Regions from separate parts of the Mus musculus genome. Here all the other regions are linked to region 2. A link is a contact called in public HiChIP or PLAC-seq and promoter capture Hi-C data. All regions are on one chromosome and are shown on one strand. Each heading gives the region's core, a stretch centred on a gene start, on an enhancer-like site or on the middle of the called end of the contact. The rest is flanking DNA. Distances are from core to core; before and after follow the strand shown. Region 1 has its middle 95 kb from the start of Gm32642. Region 2 holds the start of Cdh11 (cadherin 11). Region 3 has its middle 15 kb from the start of 1600027J07Rik. Region 4 overlaps Gm39234 (a long non-coding RNA gene). Region 5 has its middle 96 kb from the start of 1600027J07Rik. Region 6 has its middle 63 kb from the start of 1600027J07Rik.

What was found. Promoter capture Hi-C pulls out the DNA fragments that hold promoters and counts their contacts. HiChIP or PLAC-seq counts read pairs in DNA pulled down with a chosen protein or histone mark.
Region 1: a contact with region 2 is called in a promoter capture Hi-C map of hippocampal neurons, with 8 times the contacts expected there. The contact joins the enhancer-like site here to the promoter of Cdh11 in region 2. A contact is called at or near these places in 3 of 39 promoter capture datasets (frontonasal cranial neural crest, hippocampal neurons and maxillary cranial neural crest), 2 of 484 Hi-C or Micro-C datasets (nephron progenitors and uterus), 10 of 115 datasets of contacts at active chromatin or transcription factors (the NIH/3T3 cell line, craniofacial prominence, embryonic basal ganglia and 7 more) and 1 of 9 other capture datasets (liver).
Region 3: an H3K4me3 HiChIP or PLAC-seq map of neural tube shows a contact between it and region 2, with 4 times the contacts expected there. The contact joins the enhancer-like site here to the promoter of Cdh11 in region 2. A contact is called at or near these places in 10 of 39 promoter capture datasets (the 3T3-L1 cell line, the C10 cell line, cranial neural crest and 6 more), 1 of 15 datasets of contacts at CTCF or cohesin (the NIH/3T3 cell line), 2 of 484 Hi-C or Micro-C datasets (embryonic stem cells and uterus), 12 of 115 datasets of contacts at active chromatin or transcription factors (VIP interneurons, craniofacial prominence, embryonic fibroblasts and 8 more) and 1 of 9 other capture datasets (embryonic stem cells).
Region 4: a contact with region 2 is called in an H3K4me3 HiChIP or PLAC-seq map of embryonic limb bud, with 6 times the contacts expected there. The contact joins the enhancer-like site here to the promoter of Cdh11 in region 2. A contact is called at or near these places in 8 of 39 promoter capture datasets (the 3T3-L1 cell line, 3T3-L1-derived adipocytes, cranial neural crest and 5 more), 4 of 484 Hi-C or Micro-C datasets (cortical neurons and uterus), 9 of 115 datasets of contacts at active chromatin or transcription factors (the NIH/3T3 cell line, astrocytes, craniofacial prominence and 6 more) and 1 of 9 other capture datasets (embryonic stem cells).
Region 5: an H3K4me3 HiChIP or PLAC-seq map of craniofacial prominence shows a contact between it and region 2, with 7 times the contacts expected there. The contact joins the enhancer-like site here to the promoter of Cdh11 in region 2. A contact is called at or near these places in 9 of 39 promoter capture datasets (the 3T3-L1 cell line, 3T3-L1-derived adipocytes, cancer-associated fibroblasts and 5 more), 1 of 15 datasets of contacts at CTCF or cohesin (the NIH/3T3 cell line), 30 of 484 Hi-C or Micro-C datasets (the N1E-115 cell line, the STO cell line, brain and 18 more) and 14 of 115 datasets of contacts at active chromatin or transcription factors (the NIH/3T3 cell line, SST interneurons, craniofacial prominence and 11 more).
Region 6: a contact with region 2 is called in an H3K4me3 HiChIP or PLAC-seq map of craniofacial prominence, with 9 times the contacts expected there. The contact joins the enhancer-like site here to the promoter of Cdh11 in region 2. A contact is called at or near these places in 6 of 39 promoter capture datasets (the 3T3-L1 cell line, cranial neural crest, frontonasal cranial neural crest and 2 more), 1 of 15 datasets of contacts at CTCF or cohesin (the NIH/3T3 cell line), 13 of 484 Hi-C or Micro-C datasets (adipose-derived mesenchymal stem cells, cortical neurons, embryonic fibroblasts and 3 more), 10 of 115 datasets of contacts at active chromatin or transcription factors (the NIH/3T3 cell line, VIP interneurons, craniofacial prominence and 7 more) and 1 of 9 other capture datasets (adipose tissue).

What each region holds. Positions count from the first base shown.
Region 1 is chr8:103,473,821-103,478,618 of GRCm38.p6, forward strand. No RefSeq gene overlaps it. Among named protein-coding and RNA genes, the nearest start is that of Gm32642, 95 kb to the right of the region's middle. Within about 2 kb of position 2,566, at least 9 of the 459 cell types and tissues checked have an H3K27ac peak or open chromatin away from gene starts, as enhancers often do. A contact at or near this core is called in hippocampal neurons, where this site is marked.
Region 2 is chr8:102,782,052-102,786,798 of GRCm38.p6, forward strand. Cdh11 (cadherin 11) reads right to left here and starts at 3,060. Exons shown (of 13, transcript NM_009866.5): 1 at 2,845-3,060.
Region 3 is chr8:103,360,463-103,365,238 of GRCm38.p6, forward strand. No RefSeq gene overlaps it. Among named protein-coding and RNA genes, the nearest start is that of 1600027J07Rik, 15 kb to the left of the region's middle. Within about 2 kb of position 1,744, at least 5 of the 459 cell types and tissues checked have an H3K27ac peak or open chromatin away from gene starts, as enhancers often do. A contact at or near this core is called in neural tube, where this site is marked.
Region 4 is chr8:103,304,855-103,309,443 of GRCm38.p6, forward strand. Gm39234 (a long non-coding RNA gene) reads left to right here. Exons shown (of 3, transcript XR_879135.2): 2 at 3,118-3,254. Among named protein-coding and RNA genes, the nearest start is that of Gm39234, 10 kb to the left of the region's middle. Within about 2 kb of position 2,222, at least 9 of the 459 cell types and tissues checked have an H3K27ac peak or open chromatin away from gene starts, as enhancers often do.
Region 5 is chr8:103,441,060-103,445,655 of GRCm38.p6, forward strand. No RefSeq gene overlaps it. Among named protein-coding and RNA genes, the nearest start is that of 1600027J07Rik, 96 kb to the left of the region's middle. Within about 2 kb of position 1,857, at least 28 of the 459 cell types and tissues checked have an H3K27ac peak or open chromatin away from gene starts, as enhancers often do. A contact at or near this core is called in craniofacial prominence and uterus, where this site is marked.
Region 6 is chr8:103,408,374-103,412,851 of GRCm38.p6, forward strand. No RefSeq gene overlaps it. Among named protein-coding and RNA genes, the nearest start is that of 1600027J07Rik, 63 kb to the left of the region's middle. Within about 2 kb of position 1,363, at least 54 of the 459 cell types and tissues checked have an H3K27ac peak or open chromatin away from gene starts, as enhancers often do. A contact at or near this core is called in adipose tissue, adipose-derived mesenchymal stem cells, craniofacial prominence and 5 more, where this site is marked.

The sequences.
Region 1 (4,798 bases), core at 1,316-3,815, 690 kb after region 2:
CCACACTGGAGATAGCTGCTGCTCCATGCAGAGTTTGCTGGAGGATGGAACTAATGTCTTACAGCATCAAAAAAAGAAGGTGAGTGAGTAGGAGAAGCCAGAGTCTCTCTTGCCTTACAAACAAAGTCAGGAAGAAGGTTACTCCTTAAGCAAGAACAGCCATCCCTAAGCCACTAGCTAAGTGATCAATGCAGTTATTCATTAGCATAAATATTTCACAACAATGTCATTTTAATGCTCCCCAAGAGCACCTGTTATCTTTCCCACAAATTGGACTCTCTATGACATAACTCATCAAGAAGCACTTCTCAGGTAGCTTAAGTGAAGGACTGCCATTCCAACCAATAAAGCAGACACTAAACACAACAAAGCCCATGCTGTGACTTTAATAGTTGATCAATTTGTAGATCAGGAGCTTTTATTCTTCTCAGCTTTGGCCTGACAGCAGGAGGTGAGTTTCCACTCTTAGAGATAACTGCTTTGGTAGGAAACAAAGGTTCATATTGGGTCCTCCTTATCCACAGGGTCCACATCCATGGATCCAACCAAATATGGATAAAAATATAGGGGAAAATGTATATCTTTGATATACAGACTCTCCAAACAGCATAGTAAAAGCACCATGGATATTGCATTTATATTACATTAGATATCACAGCAATTTAGAGGTGTATTAAAGTATATGAGGGGGATTACATAGGTTATGTGCAAATGTTACACCTTCTTATATAAAGGGATTTGAATATCTGTAGGTTATGGTGTCTGTGGGTGCCCTGGAAGCAAGCACTCACATATATTGAGGAACAGCCATATATACATAACCCACTGAATAAGCCTATGAAAGTTAACCACAATACAAGGCTATATGACTTTTCAAGTTGCGGGGAGGGACTGTTTCAAACAAGAACATGTGAGCCGACTGGGGTTGGGTGAGAGAGTTTTTGTTCCTAGATATTTATTTTCACTCTGCTTATTTGATACTTGATTTATAGAAACAGACCCTCTAAGCCCAGCATGGATCTGAGCATGCGCTGTTAGGAAGTGTGCATTGAAGGCGTAGAGGTAGCAAAGCAGAGGGGCTGGAGCTGGGCTCAAGTTCAGCTGCCTGCCTGCCTTTCTGTCCTCTCTGGAGTCATCTTAGCCTAGAGAGGCTCTGCCTTTGCTATGGTTTGGATGCTGTTTACTGTGTTTAACTCAAGGGTCCTCTGTGTTAAATCAGTATTGGGAAATGACAGAGCCCCTGCAAAGTGAGACCACATGTACGGCTCCTGATGTATGAGCTTACAATCATCTCTCAGTGTTTTTCTACTCCTGGACAACTTACATTTGGAAATAGGAAGGGAGATGGCATGATGGTGGTTATAGGTTAAATTGTGTTCTCTACATCTATGTGTTAAAAAGTCCTCAATTCCCAATACTTCAAAATGTGATGTATTCACAGATAGAATTTTAAACAAGTAAATTAAATTATAATAAGGCACTGGGTAGGATCTTATCTAATCTGATGGTGTCCTTCTAAGAAGAGGCAGTTAGCACACTGGCATTCATAGATGGAAAGACAGCTGAGGACACAAAGAGAAGTTATATGTAAACCAGTAAGAGATGACACAGAAGAAGCCAACCCTGCCATGCCTTGATGTCAGGGGTTATGGTCTCTAAGACTTTGTAAAGTTTCTCTGCATGAGCCACCCAGGCTATGGCACTTTGTTATGGCATCCACATACATACAGGTGACATGTTTGTAGTTGATATAATGGGATACTTGGACTTTCTAAATGTCCAGTTTTCTTTGGAAAGAGATAAGTCATTTTTCTACAGCTTTGGAATAATGAGAACAGGGAACGTCCCTTTAGAAAATATCATAATTTGCTACTTTGATGGTTTCTCTTTCCCTTGTTTAAAATTAACTCATAGAAAACATTTGCTCATTTTATCAAAGTAGTCAAATTGTCCATTTGAGCCAATGGCTATTTAAAGTTTTAAATCAAGAAGTTTGCCCTTCAGGGCACTGGGGAGCTTCCTAAAAATGACACAGACACACAGCCATGCTTGCTATCATTGAGCTCAGCTGTCTCTGAGAGCTTGGGATATGTGTGACATCTGTGGTGTGGCTGGGACAATTCCCTGTGTCCCTTTGTAACTGGTGCCTTTGTCATACAGAACATCTTGGCCCCAGCCGAGAAATATACTAATTGGAGGCACGTGCTTTACTGGCCTTTAGAGAAGAAACTCTTTCTGAGAACCCTCCCACACACCACCACACCTCTTGGCAGTCAATCAATTCACAAGTATTGGTAGCTAACCAAATTGCAAAGCAGTAGCAAGAGTGGTTGGAGAAACAAACAGAAATCCGAAGAAACAACTGGCAACATTGCTACCATTTAACCAAAAGAAACAAGATATAGAGGGGGGGGGGGCATTTCTTCTAGGCAATCCTACTATGAAGCATGGCCTGCACCAATACAATCCTTTAGGATTTCCCCTCATTTAGTCTACAGTACTACCTGTATTCCCTGCTTACTTGTTGCTAGGGAGATGATTCTGTTGAACGCTGCCAGACATTAAACACACACGCATATGGACACACACAGGCATGCACGCCTACCAAAGCTAATTTCCCCGCTGTTGCTATAGTCTCAGTAATTTTCGCTAACCTTCCTTCCAATCTTTTCTTCAATTGCCACAGAGTGTATAGTTGAGGACTTGACATTTCCTTTGAATTAAGGCTGCGAGTTAAGTGGATATTTTCCCTTAGATGGATGGCTATTCTGGGCCTTCCCACAGCTAATCACACCGTAGCCTGAGATCTCACCTGTTCCCTTTCATACTGCATACTCTCTGCTTGAAATTTGCCAGCAGGTCCTCAATAAAGAAATAGCCCTGATTGCTCATTAAAAGCAAGAGAGAAAGCAATTAAAATACAAAAGGCAGTGCAAAGATTAACACTCGGGAAGTTGAAAGTTGAGCGAGCATTGTTGAAGGCTGGAAACCAATACGGGGAGTAGGGATTGAAAGCAAGCTTGCAAACAGACCAGGCCTCGAGCTTGGTGCCCAGCATTCAGGTTTTTTTTCAATTCCACTTCAATTCAATTCCATTCATTCAGTTCATTGGAGGGAGCTAAACAGGAAGTATTGTTTCTATTCCCCCCCCCCTCAGTGAAGCTCATATTTTAGATAAGGCCAACATTCACAAGGATGTACACTGTTTCTGCAGAGAAACAGGGCGCTGCTTGTAAGAACCCCCAAACCTGCTCTCAAATTCTGCTATCACTTTCTTGAAAGTAACCTCCTCTGAGCCAGGGGCCCTGCACCTCCATTCTGCATGGGCACACAATCAACACACATCATTGATTGTTAGATCACAGACACCCTCTAGGTGTCTCTAGTCCATTCTCAGCAATCTGGCCATGACCCCCTCATACATGTACTCTGTCTCTGTCTCTGTCTCTCTCTTCCTCTCTCCCCTTCTGCTGCTCTGTCTCTGTCTCTCTGTCTCTATTTCTGTCTCTCTGTCTCTGTCTGCCTGTCTGTCTGTCTGTCTCTCTGTGTGTGTATGTATGTGTGTGTGTGTGTGTGTGTGTGTGTGTGTGTGTGTCCGTCCTTCTCCTCTCTCTCCTTCTGGCAAAGAGAACTGAAAAGAAAAGAAGTTGTGCTGTGTGGCCTTTCCATCCACCCTTCCCCATTGCAGTTGTAGAATGTGTTAATGGTCCTACCTGTTCCTGTCTCTACTCCCATTAGCACATAGGCTTTGCCAGACTAGATTACTTGGTATGAAACTTGTGGTGCTCCTGGAAATCTATAGGAGTCGGCAACTCCCTTTGTTCTCAGGGTTGAGAGGGAAGGCTTTCTCTTCCCCGTCACTGATGCCTGAGGCCATGGTATTCTATCTAGCCAGGAAACTGTAGAGAGTGTCACTCCCTTAGGTATCCCCATCTCTCCAAATGGAGCTCCAATGGGACCTGAAGGCCTTCTCATCTTCTTCAAGCCCTCACAGCCTCCCAGAGTTCTTCTGGAGGACACTGTCGGTTTCTTTCTGTGAGCCCACATTTTAAGTTACAATAGCCAACATTCTTGCTTTGGCCAAACTTTGGGTAAACTGCTGAATATCCTCTTAGGCCAACCTTTGAAATTCAGTGTCAGGCAAGGAGTTTGCCTGGTCAGTTTAACAAGAACCATCCATCCTTGATATCTGATCATCCTTGATGTCTGGCTGGGTCTCTAAGCCTATACCACTGCATCAGAAATATTGTGAGAGAGCAGAGTCAAATTAACATATTAAAGAAGATGGAGACAGAGGCAGGTGGATTTCTGAGTTCGAGGCCAGCCTGGTCTACAAAGTGAGTTCCAGGACAGTCAGGGCTATACAGAGAAACCCTGTCTCAAAAAACAAAACAAACAAACAAAAAAAAGAAGACGGTTGATCAAGAATACTGCAAACTGTTTTTCACCTGGACTGTCTGTAAAAACAAAACAAAACAACAACAACAAAACCAAAAAAGGAAACAAACAAAAAAGGAGCCTGAGAGAAGGCAGGTGGCAGGTGTCGCATCAATGACCTATAAATGACCATGAATCTCATGACCCAGCACTTTTCAACACATGCTTTTTCCTTGGCTCACTTGCCTATTCCTGCTCTCAGAATGTTCCTTTGTCTTAGTAAGTCCTCTTGTTTCTATACCCAACCACCTATCCTTTGTGCGGTTCTTTGCCCTGGGACCCAAGACCCTGGGAACTCCAGCAGATGCCCTTGAAACTTGGGTGAGCATCTGTACCAGCATCTTTGGAGGGCTGATGAGCA
Region 2 (4,747 bases), core at 1,810-4,309:
CATATGAGGGTCTCCAAACCTGAATCCTGACAAAGCAGCCATGTAATTCTATTCAAAGTGAAAGAAAAACCATGAATTATGAAGACATGTGCATTAAAGGGGCATGAAATTGATCCACATTCCCCCAAATGATGACATAGCTCTCCAACTCTGCACCCTTCTCCCACAAATAAACATTCTGAAGCCACCACAGAAAATGTGGAAATATGAGTTCTGTGCCAGAGAGAGGAGAGAGAGAGAGAGAGAGAGAGAGAGAGAGAGAGAGAGAGAGAGAGAGAGAGAGAGAGCTGTAGCTTTTACTTTTATTTAAATTAACAAAAGATTGCATCTTAATTGAAAATAGAATTTAAGTTTCTAGTAATTTGCTGTGGTGCACTGATAAGCGTTCCGAACATAATGTAAATTCTGGAGTGTTATCAAGATGGCCCAGTGTTTCCACAAAAACTATTTTTAAAGGCTTTCTTTCTTTCTTTCCTTTTCTTTCTTTTTTCTTTTTGCTTTTGTTTTTTTCCTAGTATGCAATAAATCCACGTTAAACAAATTTCCAAGACTAGATCATCTCATTTCCATTATCCTAATTGTTTACACACACACACACACACACACACACACTCCAGAGATGAAGATTCTCTCTCATTCTCTCTCTCTCTCTCTCTCTCTCTCTCTCTCTCTCTCTCCATATGACATCCCAATCAGGACATATAGAACTAATAATTATAAGAGTGTCAGTAACCATTGCTTGCTACTAAAGATACAAGTATAGACTCCAAGGACTTCAATATGTTTGTTGGGGTGCAATGCCTTGTCTCAGAAGGCAAGATGCAAACCCCAGTTCCACCCAGCAAAGTTTCCTGGCCTTTAGATGCCTCTGTCTGGTCTCTTCTGAGTGCTGATCACATTCCTTTGTACTAGGCAGGATAGATGTTTTGCACAGAGGGTTCGAATACGAGGGCCTAACTGGCCAACCCTAAAACTTAAGAGTCAGAGATTGTTTAAGGAACTTAATGTGCCTGTGGCTTCAGGGTCCCTCTAGTACTGGCCACAGCTATGTCCCTTTGTTTTGTAACTTTTATTCCTTTGTTCTGATAGAAGACCAAGCTGCCTGCAGCTGGGGTTGAGCATCCCTTTCTAGGTTCTGGGGCTCTGTCTCCTTGCTTATGAGAGAAAACAATTCCAACATTATTGAAATGAAGGCCAGTCCCTTCTCTTTTTTCTCTGCTACCCTTAAAGGCGCTCGCACTCAGTTCAGCCTCGTTAATATGCTGATGAGAGGGATCCTCGGTCCTGAGAACACATCTGTAGACCGGTCCCCAGAAATTCCAGACACCCCGCAAACCCCTGGACGTCTGCTACGAGCCCTAGAGATAAGGAAATTGATCTATCCTCTCGCCAGATTAATTATCACTGCTTTCTGTGATTAAACCCAAAACTTACTGCTTCCTAGTCCACAGATAAGACCGATCAGGAGAAAATAGGAAAGGATTCGGGAGCCATCGTTAAAGATTTCTTGAAGAAAAAAAAAAAATGAAGGGGAGACTTTTAGACAAATCTCTACCCTCCTGCAGTGCCAGGCTTTCATTAACAAACCCACTCCCAGCCCTCAGGGACGACCCTCCGTCATGCAGAAACGGCACCGTTAAATAATTAGAAGATGCAATTTCTTCATAGCAGTGCGATAGCCCGTGAAATTCCTGCTGCATTATTAACAAAAAGCAACAGGGCTTCTTCGAACATCTAGCGAACCTTTCACCCGCTGAAGGCAGGAGTGCGGAGCCCGGGTGAAATCCGGGCCTTGGCAAGAGAGAGAATAGGAAGCCTCCTGGGTCCCACTTTCTCCGGGGACCAGGAGCGAAAAGACCCTGCCAAGGCTAGGCTGGGTTGCGAGGGGAATTGGATGCTCCCGCAGCCTCCAGCTTCCCGCTGCTCCTTGCTCTCAGCACATCCCGGCTGGGAGGCCAAGCACAGGGAGGGAGGCCGATTGTGAGGAAACAGTGGAGGCTTGGAGCGCTCCGAGAGGAGGCGCAGGCTTTCCGGGAAGGTTTGATTCTCAAAGTTAACATTGACCCTAGAAAGCTTCCTCCAGTCCAAGCCCGAGTCTAGTCTGAGTCTGAGCCGCTCACAGAGCATTCCCTGCATCACTGGGAGGTTAGGATAGGTGACTGAAGTCCCCGAAAAGGCGGGGGCTGGAGGGGCTAGCTCACACCGCAACCCCCAGCCTCTGAGCCGCAGTCCACAGCCCCCGACCCACACTATCAAAGTGCGGCCAATCCAATCGCCGCTCCCTCCCGGCCGCCGGCTATCTTCTGGGCTTCGACCGCACTCTCTACACAGGCACCGGGTCTAGGGGAGCTCTTTAGGAAGGCGCGGGAGGATCCCCTCTAGGAACCCCGCAGAGAGCGATCTTGTCTGGGGAACAGGCGCAGCGCGGGCGGGCACCGCACAGGGGTCGACTTTCCCTAGAGACATCACGGGAGCAGTCTGCGTGTCCAGAGCTCCGCTCTGCAGTTCCTTGCCCCAACCCAAAGCAATCCCCCTGTGCTGAAGCCTTGGTGCAACAGCCCCTCACCCCGGGGGGGGGGCAACAATCAAAGAACCGGGGAGCGCACATCTGGCGCCTCAAACCCCTGCTCTGCCTGCGTCCACAGCAGGCTGCCTCCCTTTTCTCTGATTTTTAACCTCACCCCCCCCCCAAAAAAAAGCCCTTCTGCTTTGCTTTACTGATCTCCATCAGCCAGCAACCTCCCCCTTCCGCAACAGTCTCTTTCAGAAGCAATTCTTTCCCCTTTCTGCCTACTCCGAGAAGCCCCATCTAGATAGGGTCTAGAGCCGAGCAGAGCGCCTCACCTGGGGCCGTTGCGGGTGGACACGACCTCCTGGCCGGCTGTCCCTGGCACGGGGCGAGCGCAGCGGTGTCAGCCCGGGCCCCGGTCCGAGTCCCATTCACAAGTCGGCGGCGGCTGCGAGCGGCCCCCGCGGCATCTGCTCCTCGGCCCGCGACGCTCCCCTCAGCTGGCGGCGGCCGCGGAATGAGCCGCGGAGCGCGCTAGTGGCAGGAATGAGAAACCGGGGGGAGGTGGCGGGCAGGCGGGCGGGTGAGGGGGGAGGAGGAGGGAGGCCGACGCTGGGAGGGAAAGGGGGGCGGAGAGGAACCGAGGCTGCTAGACGCCGAGAATTGGGCCTGGAGGAGGCGATGGATGCCTACCCTGTCGGCGCTCCTCCCCCCCTGGGGCCCCGAGAGATGCCAAACCCAGGAATAGGTGGCCTGGCCGCCCCTCCTGCCCTGGGTCGCAGCGCTCCGTCTCCTGTGGGGGCTCAGACACAGTCTGGAGCGACTGAAGTTGGGCTCCGGGGATACACAGCCAATCAGGAAGGACGACGGAGGGAAGCTGGAGAGGGCTTGAGAGCCCCCATTTTCCTCTTTTCCTGAAATCCGCTCCAGCTGGACAAGCTAGGGCCTCAACCGGCCCGCCGGAGGATGGATTGGATGGAAGGCATTGCCCAAGTAGGGGAGGCAATCCGGAATTAGGGAGCGCATTCTAGGCTTTATCAGTTAGCACTCTGAAAATATCTCCACGTTGACCACTCCTGCCCAGTGCCCTCTCCCACGAACCTTCAGCATCCCGGTATCTATCCTTTGAGAAATCCGCTTGCGGGGAAATCGGTGAAGACACTAGACAGGGGCATTCGGACTTGAGAAGAATAGAGTTTTTCCTCAATGTTGTTCTACCCTACATGCAAAGCCTTCTTTAGGGTCAGCCCCACCAGGACAGAGTCTCTAGCTTCTGTTCCAGCCAATTACAAGCAACACCCCCATCCGGCAGTTTCACTTGTTGCCTCCCAGAATGGACACCACAGAGCCCCTCAAGGCCCCAAAGAGAATGCCATTCGACCAGAGGATGGGCCTACGTGAAGAATACCCGCACCCTGACTCAGCCCCCTGTTTATATCTTTCTCACGAGAACCCAGCAAAGGATACCCCAACCTGATTCCTGTCCACTTTACAGTGTCTGGGCAGAAGAACTGGATCTTCAAAAAAAAAAAAAAAAAGCGCCAGGGACTGGGCGGGGCGGGGCGCTCTTCCTACCTAGAGCAGCGTGGGGACCCGCACCGTGACTGGGAACTAAGGATCCATGCTTCAGTGGGGACCTTGGATTAGGACAAGTTTCCAGTCTGGAAGATGTTAGAAAGAGCAGAAGTAGAGTTTCCAATGGGCGAAGGATAAAAAGGGATTTTTTGAGGAAAGTCGCGGTGGCTTGGGAGTGGCGACCTCAGGAAAAGAACAATAAAATGACAAGGGACAAAAGCTGGACTATGCAGCAGAAGCAGGAAGACCTAAAGGGGGAGTTTAACAGGAATCAGAAGTTAAAAAAAGAAAAGAGGCCACCAATGGAAGAGAGCGCCAGGACCCAAAGCGCATGGGAAGGGCACTTGAGAACCCAGGGAGAACAAATGGTGGCTGAATCCCACCACCAAAGCACTTAGCCACCAGTCCTGGGGACCCGGAACTCTCACAGATCAACGGTCCCCGTCGGGCTCCTGGAAATGAGATCAGGAACCAAGGCGCAGACAAGACCGCTGGAATATCTGCCCTGTGCTTGCGTTTTCCGCAGCATCTCCAGGTCCCTGTGACACTGGGTGCCGCCCCTACCCCCCACCCACAGTAACCATACTGTTGGAAAGGAAGCGCCTGTCACTCCGTGTGGACGTGGCCTTTAAACTGCCCACTCTTTTGGGGAAAGGGGGCGCT
Region 3 (4,776 bases), core at 494-2,993, 580 kb after region 2:
TGCTTTCTTATAGAACCCAGGACTATCAATCCAGGGATGGCACCACCCACAATGGGCTGGGCCATCTCCCCTTGATCACTAATTGAGAAAAATGCCTTACAGCTGGATCTCATGGAGGCATTTCCTCAATGGAAGCTCTTTTCTCTGTGATAACTCCAGCTTGTATCAAGTTGACACACACATCCAACCAGTGCAGGACCTAAACTATCCTAAATATATATATATATATTTATGAATGAATAAAAGGCAATTTTCTCATGTATTCTTTAAGTATATGAATTGGAAGCTATTCTTGACATAAGCCCCATTTCCATTCATATGTGACAGTTCACTATACTAATTTTTCTTACCCTGAAAGTGGGAGTAGCTTCTCCCACTATCTTTAAGATTCTTTACTAAAGCTTTTTTACTTACTCTTTCTGGGCTGTTAAGACATCTGAGTTAACCAATTTCCTAGTCATGTGGACATCAGACAAAAGATAGAGACAAATCAATATAAATGCGCCCTCTGTTTTTATTTTTAATTTCTTAGGTCATGCTGTTTGTTATGAATCTGATCAGTGGACTTTACATGAGTAACATTTCCCTGTCTTCTATTGATTAAATCTTAAGATTGAATCAAGGTATGCTGAATTATTAAGAATTTGTTTGTTAACTCTAGATTAGATACAAATATGACATCCAATTTTATTATACTTTAAAGATTCTTACAGAAACTTTATTATGGATATATATAGAGAAAGCTATCCGCTTTGGATCTAATCTGTCAGAGTAACAGAAGGATTTTAGAACTCAAGGGGCCTCAAATCCTGAGCAGAAGTTTTCAGACTGGTTTAAAATATTGCTAATGAATCAGAAGCTGATCAGACAAACCAGTAGAATGAAAGATTCTTAAGGGTCCAGTGAAGCCCTGCACACAGACACTTTCATTATTCTGCTCTCATTTGCTGGCTTTCTTTCTGCTACAATATTACAGTCACATAGAAAGAACAAGACACAAGGGACCACCTTCATGAACTAGGCCCCTACCTCTCTGTATTACATCTGCTTAGCTCTTAATGTATGCTGCTGCCACTGAGAGTTTCTCAGCCATCTGCCCTCCTAGGTTGATATTCCTTAAGGTCAAGCCTGAGTCTTATTTACATCTGTACACCCTATACCCAGAAAGATGCTTAGCTCAACCCTGGTGTTCCAAATAGGCTTGTTGATTGAATGAAGTGAACAGTTTCACGTCTCATTATCAAATATAAATCTCCCCACAAGAAGCTTTAGAACCGATGGAAACTACACAAGTGTTTGTTACCGTCATCATCATCATAATCAGTCACTTCATTTCAGTTGCTGTGTTTCCTGTATTTAATTTGTTTCTCCAATCTTCATTATCTTGTAAGCAGCAGGAGGCTGGGCTGAAATCCAGGCCTCCTGGCTCCGAGTCTGTTCATCTCTCCTCACAATGTTATTACCATCAGCCTGATGGAGACCCATGGAGGTCAACACAGCAAGAGTGTGGTACAGTGCCTTCTGGAAGAGCACATCAAATTTATTGCCCCCAGGAACAAGTAAAAGGAGAATTACCATTGAAGAACAAGGCCCTTGTGCCATCACCATGCCCATCAGTCAATAAGATTTATCTCTTCTGAATTCTCATAAGAACCCTAGGAGTCAGGTAATTATCATGCAGATGAGGAGACAATCACAGTGCATTTTCTAGGTAACAGAATGAATAGAGGATTGACCAGCCATTAATTCTCAAGCCAACTAGCCCTCCTGAATACCCTAAGAACATTTTCATTTCAAGGTTGTTTCTATAGCCCCGTGTTCAAGCAGATTGGAAAAAAAAATGATGAGACGTCTTGCAACAAAGCCAACTTCACTGGAGGCTGAGTAACAGGCTAATGCTATTGGGAAAAACAGACAAATTGTTGCTTAAGACTAAGTAGGCCTTGAAGATAGAAGAGAGCTTGAGTAGGCACATTTAATGGATTCATTTCTATCATTATCCAAAGCATCTGAGCTCCAAGAAGGTTAATATACTTAGTGTGACTGTGCTCCTAGACCATGTATCTTATAAGCAAACATATTGAAAGCTTGGCTGTTTCAGGAAAAATAAATCTCATAAAAGTTGCATGGGCATCTAAATAGTGCGTTTAACTGCACAGGGCCCTCCTTCCCTGTTACCTCAGTCCATATTCCATATCTGGATTCTGAGAAATTTGTAAAGAATACATATTTGCTTTGCTTTGTGGTTCTGGAAACTGGGGAGTCCAAGCTGAGGCAGAATAGCCTCCTATTGCTGAAAGTCACAGTGGGAAATGAGAAGAAGAAGAAAAAAAAAAAAGGAGCAAAACTGGCGTGGAGAGTGTGATGCTTGCTGCACAATCCTGAGAAACTGAGCTGGATCACTAGCATTCTTGGATAAATCTTTGGGGCTGTGGCAAGCGATTGTAATCCCAGTGCTGGAGAGAGAAAGGACGGGTGACTCCCTGGGGCTCACTGGCCAGTCAGTCTAACCTAATAGGCAAGCCCTATAATCCAGGGAGAGAAACTGTCTCAAAAGACAAGGCAGAGCATAGTGGCATATAGTCTGCTAAAAGGAAACAGACAAATAAAACAAAAAGTAAAAACAACAAAAATGACAAGGTAGCTGTCACTCATGGTTGTTCTCTGACCAACACACACAGAAAGAGAGAGAAAGAGAGAGAGAGAGGGAGGGAGGGAGGGAGAGAGAGAGAGAGAGAGAGAGAGAGAGAGAGAGAGAGAGAGAGAGAGAGGGAGGGAGAGAGAGAGAGAGAGAGAGAGGGAGAGAGAGAGAGAGAATCACAATAACTCAACTGAAAGCAACTAGTACAATCCTGAGAGACCAAGAACTCATTCAATCCTCTAAGAATTAATTCAATCCCAGAAGGATAGCACTAATGACTAAATCTCTTATCAGACCCTATCACCTCTCAACACTGTGACATTGAGAATCAAATTTCAAAATGAGTTTTAGGGAACCAAACCATTTTCAAACTGTCACAGAGGAATTCACATTAAATAATTATCTTTTATTAAAAAAAATTAAAGTGGAACCTGAAATCCAGTATTTTTGTATGCTAAAAATGGCAACTATACATTGAATTTAGGTTCTATTTATTTATTTACTGCTTACTATGGGGGTATTACAAGAAAACTGGCTCTCACAGGCCACTGAACAGAACTGAAACTTCTCCCTATACTGGGTCTCAGAATGGCCCATATGATGATATAATGTTATATGACAACTTGTTAAAATTTAGAATCACCCAACAGATGAATTAAGCATGACTATGGGGGATTAGTTTGATTGTGTTATTGAGGTGGGAAGAACTTCCCACTGTGGGTGGCACCACATCCTCTACCTGGGGAAGATATTCTCCCCATGGGAGTAAGAGGAGTTGAGTAGCAACATACATTCAACATTCTCTGCGTCTGGATTGTAGATGCAATGTGAGCTGCTTCTTCAAGCTCCCTTAAGTTGCTTTTGTCCGAGTATTTCAGCATAGCTACAGGAAAAGAAACTGAGAGAGGATCTCCATGAACAACTCCAAACATGGAATATAATCTATTTTAGCTTACTAATGCATACAGCCATGTATGAAAAGTGGGGTTCCTGGGAATATAAAGAGGGAGGGTGAGATATGGAATATCAACCAGCAGAGAAAACCCCATTAGTACCATCATTGCATGGGTTCCATATGGATATTTGTTTTCCAGAGCCTCTGTCCATGAGACTTGGTCTGACATCTACAGAGGGAGTTGGAAGCTTAAATTTAGAGAGACTCCGGCATATGCATACATTTGCTTTACAGACCCTACTTCTTGCAGGACAAAACCTCAGAGGTGAAGTTACTGATGTAGAAAAAAAATTCACCCTGTAGAAAGAGACTTAGTATCCAGAGTAATAGACCCTATCTCTGTATTGTGTATGGTCCAAATCAAATAAGTTCCCCTTTAAGGCCTTTCCTTATTATGCAAGGATTATCAAACAGGAGTAATCATAAAGTCAGTAAGGTTTCTTCCAACCCTGATTATCTTGTAGCAGGGTCATTCCTGGTCTCTGTGATAGTTAGCCTTAATTGACAACTTGACCTGATTGGGGGTCACCTAGGAGACACACTGCTGAGCATAGCTGAAAAACGGAAGACCCACTGACCCAGTCTGAGTGTGAGCAGCATGGTCCTACGGGCTGGAGTTCTAGATTTAATAAAAGAGAAGCAGCTGAGAAAGCATCCTGGTCTGATACTCGACAGCAAATACAATATGACCAGCTAGTTCATATTCCCGCTACAGTGTGCTTCCATCCATGATGAAATATAACCCTCAAAATTGGGAACCCAAATACTCACTCTTTCCCTTACATTATTTTATCACATATATTGCAACAGGAATAAGAAAATAACTAATATACCAGCTTTGGCACTGTTTAACACCTATGCTCCATGGATGTTGAAGACATGCTAGGTAATGTTGATTAGAGATGAACAAAATGTCTTCTCATCATGAGCTTACAATGCAACAGAAGAGAGATACACAAACATCCATTTGTGATTTAGAGTGGAGAGGGCCACTGCTGATTTGTAAACAAGGTATCAGAGCATTCTAAGAAAGAAGGGCCTGTGAGTTCCTGTCCCAGAGAATTTGAGAGGGCATTAGAGAGCAAAGGACTTTGAACTTGGTCTTGAGAAAAGAGCAGGATTTCATCGGTCAGAAGAGTCTGGTGGGTTTGAATGAATGGCAATGAGAAGCTCTACAGGG
Region 4 (4,589 bases), core at 972-3,471, 520 kb after region 2:
ATTGGGAGCCCTGTGATCCATCCATTAGCTGACTGTGATCATCCACTTCTGTGTTTGCTAGGCCCCGGCATAGTCTCACAAGAGACAGCTACATCTGGGTCCTTTCGATAAAATCTTGCTAGTGTATGCAATGGTGTCAGCGTTTGGAAGCTGATTATGGGGTGGATCTCTGGATATGGCAGTCTCTACATGGTCCATCCTTTCGTCTCAGCTCCAAACTTTGTCTCTGTAACTCCTTCCATGGGTGTTTTGAAGATATGGGCACAGGGGAAAATTTCCTGAACAGAACAGCAATGGCTTGTGCTGTAAGATCGAGAATTGACAAATGGGACCTAATGAAACTCCAAAGTTTCTGCAAGGCAAAAGACACCATCAATAAGACGGGGGCCATTCTTATTCAAACCACCACAAAACGCTCACCATTGGTTTTGTGTTGGTTCAGACACAAACAAACTTAAGGAACAAAGTGAGAGAAGAAAAATAGAATTCTTTCTGAGGCACATCATGTAATAAAATGATACATAAGGAAATCATGTGGTTATGAGAGCCTATAACAGACTAATTTTAACCCATTAAAGAAATCCATAGAGATGTCCCTAGAGCAAAGGAATGCAGCTAGCATTTAAACCTGCCACTGGGTCATCGCAGAAGCCACCAATCAGTTGACTAGTTGCCTATGCTTATACTTGCAAGAGAGGTCAGAAATATGCTCGATATTATGATGCAATCCTTGCATTCAGGCAAGCATGGTACAGGAGGAGCTAAAAGGTTAACATCTTCATCTGAAGGTTGCTTCTAAGAGAAAACTGGCTTCCAGGAGTCCAAGAAGAGGGTCTTAAAGCCCATGCCCAAAGTGGCACACCTACTCCAACAAGGCCACACCTCCTAATAGTGCCAAGCATATACAAACCATCACGTGTGGGAAAGAGAAAGCACAGCCAGACATGCCAACCCCGACTAACAAAGTGGAAGTCAGGGACTAAAGTTCTCTGAGTACTACTAGCATCTTGAAATACTAGTGGACTAAATTGAGATGGAAAGACAAGATCTAAGAATCATCTTAGCCACTTCCCCCGAAAAATCCAACAACAACAACTGGGTGGGGGGAGGAAGACTTCCTTTACAGACCAAGAATGCTATTGCAGTAACAGAGCTATCAGAAAGCCAGGATTTTTTCCCCTTTTTTGGAGCCTGGGGATTCACCACCAAGGATGCCTGTTGAGATACACAATAGTGGGAGACAGAAAACCTCAGGGGCAGGACCCCTGGGATGCTGTGTGTGGGAGTGGAACACTTTTACCTTAAAAGTAGTGAAGAGGATGCACCCCTCTTTCACACTTGTCATAGAAACTACTTGGTATTCTTTTATGTTGATTTATTCTGAGTCCTGTCAACTTATGGTAATGTTTTTCTCAACTTCTGTTACAATTATGAAATAATTACAAAGGGTTGACACGGATCCTTAGTCCCTCTTTTTTCTTTCTGTGCAGTGGTAGGCATTCTGCCTGAAATTCAAAGTCAGATTAGCCAACTCTTGAAATAATTTGCCTTTTATAAATCCTCCTGGTCTAGTAAGAAAATGAAACAAGTCCTTTAAAAGATGCTCATTATCTTTGTATTAATTATATTTGACTTAATAGCACTGCTTAGCTTATGAAGAATATTTTAGAAAACAAAACAAGACAGTAAAAAGAAAGACATAACATGTTCACAGCCTTTTACTTAAAGCTTACCAATGCTAACAGTCAAGGTTAAAGGCTTAGTGCCTTTTAGCAGAGGCATGTGGATTGAATTTGGGACTGAATATGGACCTGGGAGTGATTGGAAACATAGGTTAAAAAGTGAATTCACTACAGATGTTTTCTGTGGACAAAAGGCTATGAGCAGCCTTTTAAAGTACACTAAACATTGCATACCTTATTGTTAAAGCAATGGAAAACCAATAAAAGGTTTTTAAGCAAAGAAAATTATGTAATTAAATTTGTATTTTAAAAATATCCAATATTGCTGAATGTAATGACTCATGCCTTTAAGGCCAGCATTTAGGAGGCAGAGGCTCTCTGCAAATTTGTAGTCAACCTTGTCCACGTAGTGTGTTCCTGGGCCAGAGCAATATATGTTGGCTAAATAAATAAACAATCCCTGTCTACATCATAGAGAATGTATCTCAATGGGAGTGCAGCCAGCAGAGATTGGGAACAATGCCATTCCCAGGCTCTTTCTGTCAGCAGGATGACAGTTGGTAGGAGTTGAGGTAGGATTGATGGAAGAAGATAATCTTGCACAGGATAGCTAGAATATGCACAAAAGAAAGTTAGGAAAGACAGGAAAATGTCAAGTAACTTGATTTTTTTTATTATCATTAATCATTCCATTCATTTACATCTCAAATGATATCGCACTTCCCAGTTACCACACCACGGTCCCCCATCCCATGTAGTCCCACTTCCCTGTTACCCCACCACCAACTCCCCATCCCACATCTGCCCTCCCCCTCCCCTTGGCCTGTATGAGGGTGTTCCCCCACTCACCCACACTCTCCCACCTCACCAGTCCAGCGTCCCCCTACACTGGGGCATCAAACCTCCCAAGGACCAAAGGCCTCCTCTCCCTTTGCTCTCAGGTAAGGAAATCCTCTGCTACATATGATTATGGAGCCATAGATCCCTCCAGGTACACTCCTTGTTTGGTGGTTTAGACTCTGGGAGAATTGGCTGGTCAGGCTGTTGGACCCCCGAAGGGAGACCCTCACTCAAGTCTCAGGGATCGAGAGCCCAGAAAGCCACAACAGTCAAGCTTGCTGCAAACACACGAGGTTTTAATGGCACACAAACCAGCATGCTAAGGTCGAGACCCATAGGCAGGGGTAGAGGAGTCTGACCACGATCCTATTTTCCAGCAGGCTTATAAAGGCAAAAAACACAACCTAGGGGGAGGATCGGAGAGGAAATAGGGGAAGTCTAGGGGCGAATATTTACTTCCAGGCACCTGGGACATTGAAACATTTTGTGGTTGTTTTTCCCAAAAGATCCGGGGAATTAGGCCATCTGGCCGGGGGCCGGGGCCCATGTTCTCAGTCAGTAATTTTTTTTTTTTTTTTTTTTTTTATTCTTCAAGGCCAGCCTACGTTGTTCTTCCAATGGGGTTGTAATGCCCCTCTGCTCCTCCTGTCTTTCTGCCAGATCCCCAACCAGATTCCCTGTGCTCGGTCTGATGCTTGGCTCAAGTCTGCTGTGGCATCCACATCTGCTTTGGTTAGTTGCTGGCCAGACCTCCCAAGGAACCGCCACCACACTGGGTTCAGGAAGCACCTCTTAATCCTAGTGTGGGCAACGGTGGTGCTGGGTTTAGGGTCTGCAGACATGATGGATCCCCAGGTGGGGCAGTCCCCTGTTGACTCTTCCTTCAGTCTATTCTCCATTTTTTTTTTTTTGTCCCTGTTCTTCCCTTGGGCAGGAACTGATTTTTGTTACAAGATTTTCTTTCTTTTTAATTTTTTTATTTGTGTTTATGCATAGACTTCTCTTATCTTAATAATGATACCTTAAGTACATAATTATTGTGATATTCATTTTTGACTTAGTGTTAATACCATATTTTCTGCTTCTTCCTTGCTGTTAAATTCTGTAAAGTGATTCCTTGATTTATGTAGATGATTTAACCCTTTCCCTGGAACCCCTCCCTGCAACGTGGGAGACTAGATTGTTCTCCAGGTTTTGCTAATACGGGTAATTCCTTAATTGATTCCTTTAGGTAGGAGGAAACTTCTTATATTTTATTTCTCTTAGAGTAAACTCCCACATATAATTCATTAGGTTAAGCTAGATGACCATATTAAGATTCTCACAGCAGCAGCTGAATGGCTGTATTTTATTATTTTAATTACGTCATTCAGTCAAGAGGGTTATGTCATATCATATCAGATTGGCTATGTCAAATCTCTCACTTCAAGGAAAGGACAACAGTTTGCCCTTACTGGAATAGAGGCATGTTCTTAATATAGATTCATCTTTTCTGCCGCAGTGTACTTTCATAATTGCTATCTATGGACTAACAGAACTTTGTAGGCACCCTTAAAATAATGCACCTAATTACAGATGAATCGGGAACTCATCTTACAGAAGATATGCGGCTTTTGGGTGATTCTGATGGAATTTGATGGTTTGACAATGTAAGTCTTCTACTCAAAAGCAAACTATGGTCTGTTAAATGTTCAGTTATGAGACTCATTGAGAATCAATATTTACCAGTTGAGTATTAGATCTACAACTCTGAAATATATGCTTTAAACAAGCAACTAATATATAGCAGCGGTACTCCCACAACCACAAAATACATGTCTGAAATCCCAGGGGCAAATATGAACTCTTTCATAACTGAACTCATTCAAAGGTTATCTAGCCCCTGCCCTACAACTTGGAACTCTTCTAATTTGAAAGTTTTAGTTAATAATGGAGCAATGCTTTCCACAAGTAACACAATGACAGCTGCCTGTCAAGTTCGGGTTAGCTGTATCGCAAAACCCAGTGTGTGCAGAGGGATAGAATGGCTTGAGTTTACTTTCCTAGCTAGATGATTAGCCATGACCT
Region 5 (4,596 bases), core at 607-3,106, 660 kb after region 2:
TATTAACAGGGATCTCTACCTAAAAGGAATGCATCATTCAACACTGAGGTAGGACCTCTACACAGTGTGAGGCAGGAAGCCACCACTGCCACAGAGTTTGAGCAGAAAACGTCATTGTTGCCAGCTGGAGAGGCATGCAAGGCTTCCTGGAGGAAGTGGAAACCAGGCTTGAAAGCAGGTACAACGTGGGCATCACAAATGGGAGTGGTCATACTTGGACAGCTAAGGAGCATGAAGCACGCAAGCCAATGGTCATGAGGGCATTCTGAGAAATTCAGTCTTCCACAGTTCAAGTTGTGTAGAAGAAATGGGCAGCAAACGGAGACCCCTAGTGGCTGGGTGTCTGCTTTCTGTGGGTGACTTTGCTCATAACCCAGAATCTGGGCTGAGATCCTCCGCAGGACTGTTTACTTCTCATTCTCCCTCCATCATCTGGCATAGCAAACACTTCAGGCTTCTTTAAAGGCAGTAGTCATTGAGAGGCCAGAATTGAAACCCTAGAAATCAAAAGGATCCTTGAACCCCCATTCCCATTCATCCCACTCACATTCTGATGTCTGCATACAGCGAGCACACTTCTCAACCTGATCCCCTTTTCTCTCTTCTCCACCCTTGGTACTTCTGAGCACAGAACTCAAGTATCACATTATCTGTGAAGAAAGGCTGCCTCTGCCTGGCCATCTGGCAGCTCAGACCTGCAGGTTCTCTCCTTGGAATACCTATACGCTGCCATCCCAGCCAATTAGCCCTTGTCACACTGTGTTCAATTTATCTTAAGTAAAAGTAGTTATGGTGGAGACAGTGTCCTGCACACTCAGAAAACCGCTGCCTTATTACCTCAAAGAGTCTAGGACAGTTATTGACTGGGACTCTTTTCTGTAATGAAGAGCATGTGCCAGGAGCGAGGATACCTGGGTTTACCTTCTATGTCTGACACTTAATTCTGTGACTTAGATAATTTACTAGCCTATCTGGGCCTTGATATTTCTCATCTGAAATATGGGATATCAACAAAGACCACACCATGTGTATGATTATCATTGCCATGAATCCTGTGGGGAAATAGAGATCTCAGAATAACAAAGATTCTTTGTTATACAACATGCCTATGCTGTAAGTGTTCTGTGCAGAGATGTTTAACTTTTTCATTACATTTATTCTCTCTCTCTCTCTCTCTCAATCTCTCTCTCTCTGTGTGTGTGTGTGTGTGTGTGTGTGTGTGTGTGTGTGCTTGTGTGTGTTGTAAGTGGGTGTGAACATGCCACAGCACATACATGGAGGTAAGAGAATAGCTCTCAGGAGTCAATGCTCTTCCTCCTGTCATCCGGGTGATGGGGAGCTAACTTGTCATCAGCCTCGGAGTAAGCACCTCTACCTACTGAGCCATCTTCCAGGCCCTGGGAATGTTTATTTTATTATGCTTATTTTTAAACGCATTGTTTTCTGTGCCTAGCAGCTATCTTGAACACACATGGGCAAGTTCCCCAAGGTCCCTTCTAGCCTCCAGCATTTTTCAGCCCCAGCTGCCATTCTGTGTCCTCAGAATCCCTGGGGAACTTTGAATGTCATGTGCTGTCCCAGTATACAGGCTGCCTGCTATCAAGGCACCTCCCATCCAGGAACTGAGCTTGCTAGGGAACACACAATCTTCACTTGCCTGGGATAACTCAAGGGTAGAAGAACTCTCTTTCAAAACATTCAGCTCTTTTTGTTACTGTTATTTCCAGAACATGAATTGGATCTTTAAGAAAAAAAGAGAGAAAGAAGTAACTGATCTGTTTTGTGCCAGAGCTGTCTGGTCTCTCCAAACACTTAATCCAGCCGCTCTCATTGTCTGGGATCAAAGCGCCTTCCCCACACTCGAGCTTTGTTCTTCTAGGAACCAACGAATAGGCTGAAAGCAGAGCTCCTTCAGTCTTCCTGCCCCCCTCCGGTTTCCTGAACTTTGAGAGAACAAAGATATTTCCCAAGCAAGGATCCCAACTACAAGGTGCTAATAATTGGAATCACATGTTTGGGGTGGGGGTGGGGGGGCTTGGACAAGTGTTCCCTAAGTCAGAAGGCTTCTAGGAGTGGGAGGGGAACAGCCATAAAGAGAAAAACAGTGGAGATTTAGGAGCTAGGATCTGCCAGCCAGGAACTCTGTCCCAGGAGGAGCCAGGAACAGAACCTAGAGCTGGAAGTGCTCTCACTCATCTCAAGGCAGGCAGAACACTCTCTGACAAGTGTATCTTTCAGGAAGGATGCCCTCCATCCATCTGCCATTGCTGATAGGTTTGCAGTTCTAGACATAGAAGGAGGAGGCTATGTCTAGGGTCCTGCATCTTTCTGTGCGGTCTCTTGGGTGTGCTGAGGATAATTTAGGGGTTGCTGAGAGTGACAGAGCACAAACTAGGAGGACACTGGTTCGAGTTAGCACCACCCACCCTTACAGCTTGTTAATATGTAGGTGATTCAACCAGGTATACCCAGTGCCAGTGTAGCAGATTTACAAAGAGCTGGGGGATCTGCAGTTCTGGATGCAGCGGGATCAGGGACTGTCCTTTAAGAACCTCTGTTCTGTACAACGAAGTCTCCAGATGATTGTACAGTTACCAACCAGATGCTGTGATGGTCTCTAATCTCAGACCCCCAAGAATGAGGAAACCCCATAAGCAATGAACGGACTCATGGCCCCAAGAAGGACTCCATCCTCAAGTGTGCAACCCAGCATGTTTGGGTCAGAACAGAAAAATGCAGGTCTTATTTTTAAATCTCTCTATAAAGCCAAGGTTGGAAGAGGAGGTGAGAGGTACAGAGGGATAAACCAGTTGATGAAGTGCTTGCCCCACAAGCCTGAGGGCCTGGGTGCAGATCTCAGCCAGGTAAAATACATAGCTGGAATCCCAGTACCGGGGAGGCAGAGACTGGAAGAGATTAAAAAAGATTCCTGGGGCTTGCTAGCCATTATAGCCAAAACCATAAGTCACAGATTCAGTGAGAGACCTTGTTTCCAAAATAAGGTAGGGAGGAATTCACAGGAAGTCTACCTCTTGCCTTAGCTTCTACACACACATACATAAGCTCACACATGCCTGCACAAGCACATGTGCATGCATGCGCACGCACACACACACACACACACACACACACACACACACACACACACAGAAAGACAGATAGATAGAGAGAGAGAGAGAGAGAGATAGAGAGAAAGAGAGAGAGAGAGAAGGCATGGTGGCAAGCAAGTGAAGAGATTTTTAAGGCACAGTGCATGCATGTTGCAAACTCATCTCCTAGTAAAAGTTCCCTTAACCCTGTTATCCTCTGTCTCTTCACTTAAAAAAATGGGGAGCAAGCCTACTTAAAGCGACATCCCCAGAATCTCATATTAAGCTTTGTGGCCAGTGTTATTTTTTAAAGCCTTTTGAACATACCTAACCCGACTCTTTGCCCTGGCCTCCATGTCTTGCTGCGACTCCACTATTGCTTGCAAGCTGCGACAAGGGAAAGGATGCTTTCAAGTTCGGTGAACTAAATAAATGGCGTCCACAGCGTTAATAGATTTTCTATTGAGCAGAAAGAGATCACCAAGATTTCATCTGTGTACCCCACTGCCCACCCACACCCCAGCTAGCAAGGGCACGTGTGTGACTGTTTGTTTAACTTGGCTATGCCTAGTCTCTGGTTTTCTCGCTGATATACCAGCCGCACTGTCAGAGAGACACCTGCTTCAATGGACCCTTGCTGTGGGAAGTGTCTGGTTACTTTCATAGATAAGAACTGGAGCAGGGGGTATTGCTGGGGAATTTCAAAACACAACCTTTGGAAAGGGGATATCAGCTCAAGTTGGCAGAACAAATAGATCCCGAACAGTTCTATCTGGAAGAAATATAAAGAAGGTTTTGTTTAATCGTGGTGATTTTTCTTTCTCTTCTGCACATTGATAATGGATGTCTCAGGACTGAGTCCCACAGGACTCTGCTCAGGGAAGTGTTAAAAGAGAGGAACGTTTGCACAATGGAATCTGGAGCACTTTCTGTCCACTAATTGTCTGAAATTCTCTGTGAGGAAGTTAAAGCCCTCGGTGTGGTCTTGAAATAATCAAATCAATGGCCAGATACTTCCAAAGTCACCTAGCTGAGGCATCAGTAAAGGAGCAAGACTGTTCCCACAGGCAGCCAGCTGGGCTCCAAGTTGTCCCACTATCCTAAGCAAGAGATCAAAGGCACACTGTGGTCTCCAACTGCTCAGAAACTCCAAGAAGAGACTGCTATGTCCAGACCCAGACTTCAGAGGTCAATAGAAGTGTTAGAGCAACCTGTGGCTAGGATCACATCATCACCAACAGTAGTTGAGCATGCTGAGAAGAGGAGAAGAGTTGGAGAGGCCCAGCACACTTTTGCAACCACCAGGAAAAGAAATGTCATTTCCAGAACATATGCGAGCAAGTTGAGGTGCTTACAACTAAACGAGGTGTTTCTTCCCTTAGTGAAACCACAAAGGTCTTGTTTTGTGATCTTAAATGTGTGTGGGTGTGTGTGTGTGTGGGGGGGTGTCTCAAAATGGTGGTGTTGTCAACATCTGGTAAGGGTTATCTCTGGATGGAAGAGCCAC
Region 6 (4,478 bases), core at 113-2,612, 620 kb after region 2:
CAACTTCTGATGACATTTCTGAGTCTCTGGATTGTCTCTCCTAAGGAATCTAGCTAAAGCATGATCACTTAGGACAGAAACTGAACACAAAAGGATTCCCTGAAGGCACGGTGATAAAAAGGAGAAATAGAGTTGGCTGTTTACTCCAGTGCAATGATAAACTCTGCGAAGCTTAGGTACTTCTAGCTCAGCTTCTGACTTGTGTAGTCACAGACATCTGGCCCCCAGGCCTGTTGGATGGATGGAAGGTCACATTGCATGTCACTATGTAGGACCCACCCCCAAGCCTGGGGAGAGCAGCTTCCTTGCAGTTGTTCATTTTCCCCATGTAAGGAAAGTCGTCTTTTAAAAACCATGTGTGGTGTAGCATTTTCTATTAAAGAAAGGAAGGAAAGATGGAGGGAAAGAGGGAGATAGAGGAAAAGAAGAGAGCACAAGAGAGGAAAGAAATGAAGGAGGAAGGGAGGGAGGGAAGGAGCGAGGAAGGAAGAAGGGAAAAGAAGGAAGAAAAGGAAAAAAGGAGAGAAGAAAGAAAGGAAGTAGGATGGAAGGACAGAGGAGGGAGAGAAGGAAGAGAAAGAAGGGAAGGAAGTAAAGAAGAAAAGAAGGAAGGAAGGGAATAAAGGAGAGAGAGGGGAAGAAAAGAAGGAAGGAAGGGAGTAAAGGAGAGAGAGAGAGCCAACCCAGGGCTTAATTTTCTGCCTTTGCGTCTGCCCAGCTTCACTCCAGTTGGTTCTCATTTGTGGCAATGTGTACTTTGGAAGCAGAGCTCTCTGCCTGCCTTCCCGTTAACTCCCACCACCTGGGATATGTTATTTTGACAGGGGCAGGGATTCTGATGCTCCCACTCTGCACTGTAAAAACAGACTGTAAAAGAGGTCATCTTTTGGGGGGAGGGGCTGGAGGGGTTGTCTTGCCTGAGCCCTCCTGTAGGACTGTACTGGGAATGCAAAGCCTGGGATCCAGATCCACATACCCATCCAAGAATTGCAAACCCCAGACTCATTTGGGTGGGGTGATGGCTCTCTGAAGCTGTCTCCTCTGTTTGCATCACTTAGGGGGTGAGTCTAATCAAGATGGGCTGTGTGAGTTCAAAACAGCTGGAAAGCATTACAGGTCAAAAGTTGAAATCAAGTTAAGAACAATCGGAATGTGCAAGCCTGTTGTTTCTAATCTCTGCTTCTTCCTCCAATCCGTTCAGTTCTCCTCCTGGAATGGAATGTTTTGGTCAAGGCTGGTGTTGACTTGTGGGCCAGTGAAGGTGTAGTCATGAAGCCAGCATTGAAGAAGTCAACAGGAGGACAGCTTATATTTGCTAGGAAAACAAAGAAGGGGCAGACTCCAGGTGAAACTAGAAAGAAGGCACATATAAGAGACAGAGATATTAATGCTGGAAAGATTACTGCAAACTGTCCAAACCCCTTCCCTACCTACAACTGTGAGAAACAGAACCAGAGACATGCACGTCCATCTCAAAATCACACAGCATTTAATGGCTAAACCTCATGAGAGCTTAGCATAGGTGGGGGACTGCCATGACTTAATACAAAGAGATGAGATTTTCCTAGTCTATTGACCTTTGGCTGATAGAGCTTCTTCTGTTCTTCAGTCACTGGTCCACATCTCCTCTTTGCCACTACCCTCTTGGTGTAGTCTCCTTTCCCACTTTTGAGTCTGGGTTCTTGCTGTCCTTGTGTTATTCTTTTTTTTTTTAATTTTTAATGATTTTTTTTTTGCAAATTTCACATCATGTACCCCAATCTCACTCATCTTCCCATTCCTTTGTACCCACCCAAAATAAGATACAAAGAAAAATCTCATGGAAGCTACAGTGTGTCACAGTATGTCCCACACTACACCCTTTTGTTCATACACCTTTATTTGCAAATGTTCATTTCAATAAATCATTTTTCTATCTATTTAGAGGCCTCTAGCTTGTGCTACACTATCAATACTCTATCCTCATGGGGACTCTTTTCAGATACTCTGCTGATGTCCTATGTCATAAAGATCTTGCAGCTTTGGATCTGCAGGACCAGTCCTTTCCCCCATCCCAGCAGATCATAGATAGCGTAGATGTTGAGGTGGGTCAACTTGAAGCTCTGGATCTGGGCCTGGGAGGTAGCTGAATTTGCCAACTCACCAGTTCTCCTGTACCACTACCACCAGAACAATTTCTCTAGTGCTGCCCAGGCTAGCTCACCCAGTGCCACAGAAGGCAAGGGGCAGAGTCCACTCTCCAGCTCTCATGTCCTCAAGGCCAGCTCATGTGTGCTTTGTGAAGGAGGGCATCTCTTCCTCACCTACCCCACCCCATCCCATGGCAGACCAGGGGCAAGGCCAACTCTCCTGCACTCTTGCCCACAGGGACTACTTTCCTGAACCCCACCACCAGGATCAGCTCTACTGGGCTGCCGAGGTGAGGGTACAGGGCCTGTTCTCACTCTACTGAGTGCTGGAATGCATGAGCCACAAGGCCAGCTTTGATCCTCTCATGATTTTGGTGCCAGCTCACCTGCCTGGCACAGGCTGTACAAGGATGGTGGGAAGGAGGGCATCTCTCCCTCACCCGAGCCACGCCACTGAAAGATGGCAGACTAGGGGCAGGGCCAGCTCTCCAGTACTCACACTCTCAGGCTAGCTTACCTGCTCCCCTGCTGTCATGGGCAGCTCTATTATCCTACCCAGGCAAGGGGTAAAGCCAACTCAGCACGGTGCCTCATGCAGCAGTCTGGACTAGGGACATCTGCATGGCTTTTGGTGGTAACACAGGCCTGGGACGTCAACATAGATCACAACTGCTGTAGGGTCACAAACCTAGACATAGTCCCCGGCAGCAACATGAGCCCAGATGTCCCTATGACCTAGGGCGACAGTACAGGTCACTCAGATGAGCATGTCCCCCATGACAGCACCACCTTCAGATATTCACATGGTTTCTGGTGGCATCTGCTTGGCCTTTGGTGATAACTCTGTCCACAGATATCAACACAGACCCTACCTGCAGCAGGACCCTTGGTGGCAGGCCAGGCCAGGATCTCACCATGACCTCCTCCTCATCGCTGCCTATTACTCTTGCTGCTGCTGGTCACTGGGGGAGGGGAGGACTTGGATCTTCCTTGTGCTATTCTTACATTGGATAGAGGTCTTCTCCCTCATAGTGTTTTCAGGCATGAACCTATCTAGAGTGGCCTCCTCATTGGGCCCCTCTCTCATCTCCCTGTTCCAGAACCCAGAGTCTGGTGATCTCCCCACTCCCTACCCCTATTTACTCTTCTACCATCACTCCTTCCTAATACACAGCTCCTTGGAAACCTCTAGAGTTCTAAGTGTGTGTGTGTGTGTGTGTGTGTGTGTGTGTACAAATAGCAAAAATAAATATTTACAAATTTTTGTGAGTGTGCGTGTATATGCTAAAGAGTCAACTGCTGGCTAAAATGCCTGGTCATCAGAATTTATATACAGATTTTGTGGATTTGCTTGTCTGCAAGAATAATAAACCCTCAAACAACTTGGGTCTTAAACCATAGTCCTATGTTCCCTGTTTGGAGCATTCTGTTTTGGAATCTGTCTCTCCCTTAAGAAGTGTACTTCTTTTTTTTTTTTTTAATTACATATTTTCCTCAATTACATTTCCAATGCTATCCCAAAAGTCCCCCACACCCCCCCCATTCCCATTTTTTGGCCCTGGCATTCCCCTGTACTGGGGCATATAAAGTTTGCGTGTTCAATGGGCCTCTCTTTCCAGTGATGGCCGACTAGACCATCTTTTGATACATATGCAGTTAGAGCCAAGAGCTCCGGGGTACTGGTTAGTTCATAATGTTGTACCTACAGGGTTGCAGATCTCTTTAGCTCCTTGGATACTTTCTCTAGCTCCTCCACTGGGGGCCCTGTGATCCATCCAATAGTTGACTGTGAGCATCCACTTCTGTTTGCTAGGCCCCGGCCTAGTCTCACAAGAGACAGCTATATCACGGTCCTTGCAAGAAATGCTTGCTAGTGTATGCAATGGTGTCATCGTTTGGAGGCTAATTATGGGATGGATCCCTGGATATGGCAGTCTCTAGATGGTCCATCCTTTTGTCTCAGCCCCAAACTTTGTCTCTGTAACTCCTTCCATGGGTGATTGTTTCCAATTCTAAGAAGGGACAAAGTGTCCACACTTTGGTCTTTGTTCTTCTTCACTTCTTAAAGCCTCAACTGGAGTTCTTTTGTGCTTCACGGATTGATTCACAGTAACACTGGCATCAAGCAATGACTAAGAGGCCTTTGCTGATGGTTGTTCCTGTGTTCTAGACTGTATCCTGTCAATGAAGCCTAGTTCCTTTCTCATGTGAGTGATGAGAACAAAAGAGTCTGAATATTGAAAATGCTCCACTCTCTGACCTCTGGATTCATGCGTATACCCCAATCAGCAGAGAGAAAATACCAGCTCAGGAAAAGCTCCCTTGTCTCTGCTTATGTCAGGTCTATTA